2 separate regions of the Rattus norvegicus genome follow, and region 2 is linked to region 1. The links are chromatin contacts, called in public Hi-C maps. All regions are on one chromosome and are shown on one strand. Each heading gives the region's core, a stretch centred on a gene start, on an enhancer-like site or on the middle of the called end of the contact. The rest is flanking DNA. Distances are from core to core; before and after follow the strand shown.

Region 1 (3,017 bases), core at 269-2,768:
CTAGGTGCTGCAGTTATTCACTAACCTAGCCTAAACATTTAGACTTACCTTAGGGAGCCCTCCCTGGACCAGTGAGATCCAGCCTTCTACACACAGGACCCAATTCTTTGCCTTCTGCTCCCAAAGCTTCCTGGGTACTTTCTTGTTCGACTTTCTGCATGTGAATATTCTTTAATCAGCCTTCAATGATGTGACTTTTGCAATCTATTTTGGTCTTCCAAATAAATATATTCTAGTTTCAAAATTAATTTCCTAAAAAGTAGATTGATGCTGAATGTTTCCCTAAGGAAAGGCTGGAGAGATTAAAGAAAAAGAAAAGAAATCTAACCTCATGAAACTTAACCAATGTCCTAGGTGTTAGACCTTACTTGGTCAATCCATTCAGAGACTGGATTCTCTACATTTAATTCAGAGACATGCTTGCTAACCATGAAAATAAACATGAAATTAAAGTCACTGTGAGAAAAAAAAGATTATTCAACTGGGATTCACAAAATCTGGATCATGTTTAGAAGCTAATAGTTATGGGACATGGGACCTTGAACTTGTCACTCCATGTCTATTTTTCCCATCAGAAAACTGGAATGAAACTCTTCCTCTTTGAAATGTTCTATTAATCTGACTGTGTGTATATTAAATGAAAGCTCATTAATCAACACACCTGAAAGGATGCATTGTTCTTCTGTCACATTGCCAAAATAATGGGGTAGACTTTTCCCCTGAAATACAAAAACACCAGACTGGAAAAGCCAACTTATAAAAATCTTTTGAAGATTAAAAAGACCAGAACAATTAGAGCAATGCTGTGGGAAAGCTTCACTCAAAATAAAACACTGACCAGCCTGTGGAGGATCGATTGTTTATGATCCTGTTCTCTAGAGACTGAAATTCTTGGATACACCAGATGGTCTTATTTATACAGCAAAAGTTCAGCTCTAGTGAGGTGCTGCTTGCAAATTCACACGCAAATAAAGGAAAATGTATTTATACACGAATTCATATCCTTGCCTGGAAGACTGATTTCCTTTGTTTCTGAGGGACCTTTCTACAAAGTTTGCATGTGTAATATTTTAGGAGGCCAGCCTCTTTTAAAAGGAACATCATCTTCTTAATGCTGCTAAGTAATCTACGGGAACTAAAATTGAACCCAAGAAAGTTTCAGGCATTTCTGCATCCCCTCTACTTAGTGCATGACAAATCATGCTTTATTTGCTCTTTAATGTCCCTGTACAATCCTATCTCCTCAAATAACATTATTGAAAATGAAAAAGAAGCCCCAACCCCCTCCCCAGTTGAATATTTCAAGCTGCATCCTGTATCAAGTCTTGGCATGAAGTCAACCTCTTTAGCCCGATTTAGAGCACATGGCAGTGATCCAATTCATTGTGGCTGTTTGTGGACCCCAGATCACATTTCAGAAAGAAAGGGTGGTGATCTGCTGACCTTCTCAGGACAGTGGCCGACAGACAGCTCTTCTCATGCCTGACACCCGATCCTTCTACTAACATTAGCTCTAATCAAAGATGGTGCCAAGATCGCATCAAGTGCCAGCCCACAAACCTATCCTCCTCCAAGAGGTGTGGGGCTTCCTGTCACCCGCTGAGTTTCAGTGTTGGAATGCCTTTCCCTTTCAGATCCAAGGAAGCTGGATCTGAAACAGAAGATAAAGCTCAAGGCCATTCTCGGTTGAGTTTTCCCGTTATTAATAGTGCATGCCTGCCTACTGTCATTGCCCTCATATCCACTGATGTTCAGTGAGATCCATAGCAAAGACATAGAGCATTCTAAAATCAACAATCCTAGAACACTTTTTTTTTACATCCTGACCTCAATTTCCCCTTCCTTTCCTCCTCCCACTCCTCCTCCATTTGTCTTCAGAAAAGGACAGGCCTCCTATAGACAGCAACCAGCCATGGTATATCAAGTTGCAGTAAGACTAGGTACCTCCTCTCCTATTAAGGCTAGAAGAGACAACCCAGGAGCAGAAAGGGTCCCATAGGCAGAAAATAGTCAAGATAGCCCTTGCTCCCACTGTTAGGAGTCCCACAAGACCAAGCTACACAACTGTAACATATGATCTGAGGGTATAGGTCAGTCCCATGCAGGCTCCCCAATTGTCGGTTCAGTCTCTGTGAGTCCCTATGGGCCCAGATTAGTTGATTCTGCGAGTTTTCTTGCAGTGTCCCTGTCCCCTCTGGCTCCTACAATCCTTCCTCCCCATCTTCCTCAGGATTCCCCAAGCTCTACCTAATGTGTGGTTGTTGCTCTCTGCCATCTGTTTCCTTCCGTTGCTGGGTGAGGGCAGTCTGATAACAGTTAGGCTAAACACCAATCTGTGTTGAGAGAGAGAAAGAGACAGACAGACAGACAGACAGACAGACAGACAGACACAGAGACAGAGAGACAGAGAGACAGAGAGACAGAGAGAGACAGAGACAGAGACAGACAGAGACAGAGACAGAGACACAGACAGACAGACAGACAGACAGACAGACAGACAGACAGAGGCAGAGGGAGGCAGCAGAAGGCATAGGGAGGCATATGGAAGGAGAGCTGGAGGGAGGGAGGGAAATGAAATGACTCCTAATGATACTCTTCTAAAACAATTCTATCCTATGAGATTCCCTCAGTCACGGGGCCACTCTTTCCTGTCAGTCTCTCATCAATCACCCTTTGTTAAAATTGTGATTTAAGTTTTCACTGGGCTCAAATTATCCTCTGCTTTGCTCCTACTAAATATTCAAGAACAGAATGGCTGACACCCACGAGGTCTAAAGAAGGCAACTTTTACCTTTTCACTTGCCTATGCAGTCTCTAAATCAGGAAGTTGTTCTTAATCTTAAAGGGCCTTTAGCTAAAAGGGCCTTTAGGACGTTTGCTCTGAGCAGCTCCTACCTTATACATAAAAGTCTCTGTTAATCTGAAGATCCCTGGCACACTGGATATGGTCAAAATAATCATTGGCTTTCCTGGAGTTTATGCTTACTATATGAAAGCTCTGTTTCCGATACAGATTT
Region 2 (3,434 bases), core at 562-3,061, 150 kb after region 1:
CTGCAAGGTACTATGGGTACAATGGGTTCACTGTGATTCTTGGTGCTTCTGTGTGACTACCACACCGAGACTGTGGGAAAGTCCACTCATATTGAAAGGTGTTAACTGCCAATAGTAATTGGCTATAGGATTTTATTTAAAGTATATTCACTCATTCAACAGCATTACATTGATCATTTTCATTAAAGGTTCTGAATTGAGGTTGAAGGTAATAAAATTATTTTAGAAATCATTTTTAAAAACAGACAAAAACTAAGATAAGGCTGCAATAGAGCATGCATGGATTCATTTTCTTATATGTATTACATTTGTTTTCTCTTTGGCATTTTTGAGAAATAGTCTCAGGTAGCCCAGGCTAACCTCAGACGCTACTTATAGCTAAAACTGACCTTTAGCTTCTGATCCTCCTACATTTACTTCCTAGGTACTGGGATTGCAGATGTGGGCCACAACATCTGATTTATGCTGCTCTGGGGATCAACTCAGAGCTTCCAGCATGCTGGGTGTCTTAATCAGGGTTCCTATCCCTGCACAAACATCATGACCAGGAAGCAAGCTGGGGAGGAAAGGGTTTATTCAGCTTACACTTCCACATTGCTGTTCATCACCAAAGGAAGTCAGGACAGGAACTCAAGCAGGTCAGGAAGCAGGAGCTGATGCAGAGGCCATGGAGGGATGTTACTTCCTGGCTTGCTTCCTCTGGCTTGCTCAGATTGCTTTCTTATAGAACCCAAGACTAGGAGCCCGGGGATGGCACTAGCCACAATGGTCGTCCTGGGTCCTTTCCCGTTGATCACTAATTGAGAAAAACCTTACAACTGGATCTCATGGAGGCATTTCCTCAAGGGAGGCTCCTTTCTCTGTGTTAACTCCAGCTCGTGTCAAGTTGACACACAGAACCAGCCAGTACACTGGGCAAGCACTCTGCCAACTGAGCTACATCCCCAGCTGAGTGTGTTAGTTACTGATCTGTTGCTTCACCACACTCATGCTGGGTGAGGACTCAACCACTGAACTGCCTTAGCTCACCTCAGGGCATAAAAGCATTGATTAAATTCCAGGGGATTTATTAGAAGCTTGGTTTCCAATAAATCTGCTAGTCTCTTGGGTATTTCACAACCTAACAGGACAAAAACTATCATTCCAGGTCAGTCACTAATAATGAACCAGAAGGAAGAACAGGATGACCTCACGTGGCCAAGAACAAGACCTTTGGCATTGGAGCACACCAGGCTTAAAGCCGGTTCCGCTACCTTCTATCTGCAACCTGGAGCAGGATCCCTAAACTTTCTGTCCATGAGCTCTTCTGATTTAGAAAGATGGCAATGGCCATCTGCTTCAAGTAGAGGCTGACTCAAAGGCAGCTGCAGCCACTTAGAACTAATAAAAGGTCAGGTACTCTTCAGGGCATCCTTACTATTTGTCTAGATTTAAATAAAGGCTACCTATTGTTTCTAGCCTTGGTACAGCTTCTTCACCTGTTATATCAACATTCTATAATGTGTATTTGATGGAATAGTAAGTATTGTCTAAAATGTATGCTCACATTTAAATAAAGAAATATAAATAAATAAATAAATAAAATAATGACTTAGGGTCGTGTTGCTAGCCAGAATATAAACTAACTGCCCTTGGCAGCCACAGAGCCAAGTCTTTGCTCAGGTGATTTCCAGACTTCCTATTTAGGCAAGGCCCCGATGTCGAAGACATAACTTTTTATAATCCTTCTCTGAGGACACAGCTGGGGTGATGGAGCTATAAACAGACTCCATTCCTTGCCACAGAAACTCGTTTCTCAGGACGAGAGCCCAGTCAGCGGGAACTCACTTGTAAAAAAGCCGTGGAACTTCACCCTCCTTGTGGCCCCAGCAGCTCTTGGGCTGTGTACCTCCTCTACGGTTACATTCCAGATCCCAAGATCCATGGAGCTATCTCTGTTTATGGGCACTTGATTTGTGACTGTAGAATAGCCGACACTTCAAATAAGGGATGGGGGAGAGGGGCCTTTACAAGATTAAAAACGAAATGAAGTTGGTAAGCATTTAATATCCTTACTAAAGTGACTCTCTGGGCTTTTAATGTCACGTGTTCTAAGTGGGGAAAGCATGTTTGAGAATAAGAAGATTAGCTGAGAACTGAACTCCAACGCAGGTATTTTTAGGAATCTTGGGTAGTATTTTAATGTCAGCTTAAGAAACAAAGTTATTTGTTTCTCTCCGTTGCTAGGCAACATGTTGGATCTGATTCGGTTTCCGGACATTTTTTTTAAAACAGTGCTGTGATTATAACAATAAAACAGTACCATCCTTTTCTCAACTCGACATAAGAACATTTAAGAATGGTTGGCTTTGATGATAGTCACTGTTACTTAACAGGTTTTTCTTTCCATTGTTTTCTGCCTTCTTATTTCAGAATCCTGGACTGACGTAATGTAGTCTCAAAACAATAACTTACACTTAATGGTGCATTAGGCTCGATGTCTATTTTAGGGTACATGACCACACAAATTCAAGTACTTTACTTTGCAGTCTTTCCTTAGAGCTTCTCTACGCCATGATCTTTGTGTTCAGGAACCAGTGACACAGTAATGAGTTTTCTAAGAAAGTCCTGAGAAGCAAGAGACTTTACACAGTTAAAATGTATTCCATTGAAACCTCTCTCTCTCTCTCTCTCTCTCTCTCTCTCTCTGTGTGTGTGTGTGTGTGAGAGAGAGAGAGAGAGAGAGAGAGAGAGAGAGAGAGAGAGGAGAAGAGGAAAGAATCTACATTACAGAAAGCAGTTTTAACAAAACTAATCTAGACACCAAACATGGCTTTAAGAAGAGGAGTGTCCTAAGACTGGGGGCTAGAAAATATTCTGACTAAGAAAACTGGGCCCTGAAAGAATATAGACTTTAAAAGAAAAGTCTCTGGTTTGAGAAGGGTATGTACAACAGGGATTCTTAAAATTTTTCTTGGTAGAGCCTTAGCTGCATGTGAATAGGCTTCTTGAAGAGATTTGCAACTCTTCAACCTTTTATGTCAGTGCAAGGGAAAGCAAAAGGTAACCACAAAAGACAACATTGGTAAAGACAGATGGACAGACAGACAGACATTCACATGAGGGGGAGAGAGAGGGTGAGAGAGAGAGAGAGAGAGAGGGGGAGAGAGAGACAGAGACAGAGAGACAGAGAGACAGAGGGGGAGACAGAGACAGAGAGACAGAGAGAGAGCAAGAGAGAGAGGCCTTCTCTGTAAAGTGTTTTTCTAAATCTATCCTCAGCAACCACATTCTGAATTCGAACTCTCCTGGGCAATTTGTCATGGTGCTTGTCACCAGCTCATTTTCGGGTGCTCTGCCAATCCCCTCTTCTCTGAGAGATGCTTCTTCCAAACCTTAGCTTTTTATGAGACAAGTCATTCCTCCTTGGCAGAAAGCTAATTGGCTCAGAGGTA

Evidence for each region. A called contact is a pair of places that touch in the nucleus more often than the background predicts.
Region 2: a contact with region 1 is called in a Hi-C map of mammary epithelial cells, with 1.7 times the contacts expected there. The contact joins two enhancer-like sites. A contact is called at or near these places in 6 of 12 Hi-C or Micro-C datasets (the A7r5 cell line, kidney, liver and 2 more).

Annotation. Positions count from the first base shown.
Region 1 is chr7:45,128,498-45,131,514 of GRCr8, forward strand. No RefSeq gene overlaps it. Among named protein-coding and RNA genes, the nearest start is that of Otogl, 32 kb to the left of the region's middle. Within about 2 kb of position 1,519, at least 17 of the 93 cell types and tissues checked have an H3K27ac peak or open chromatin away from gene starts, as enhancers often do.
Region 2 is chr7:45,281,525-45,284,958 of GRCr8, forward strand. No RefSeq gene overlaps it. Among named protein-coding and RNA genes, the nearest start is that of Ppp1r12a, 86 kb to the right of the region's middle. Within about 2 kb of position 1,812, at least 6 of the 93 cell types and tissues checked have an H3K27ac peak or open chromatin away from gene starts, as enhancers often do.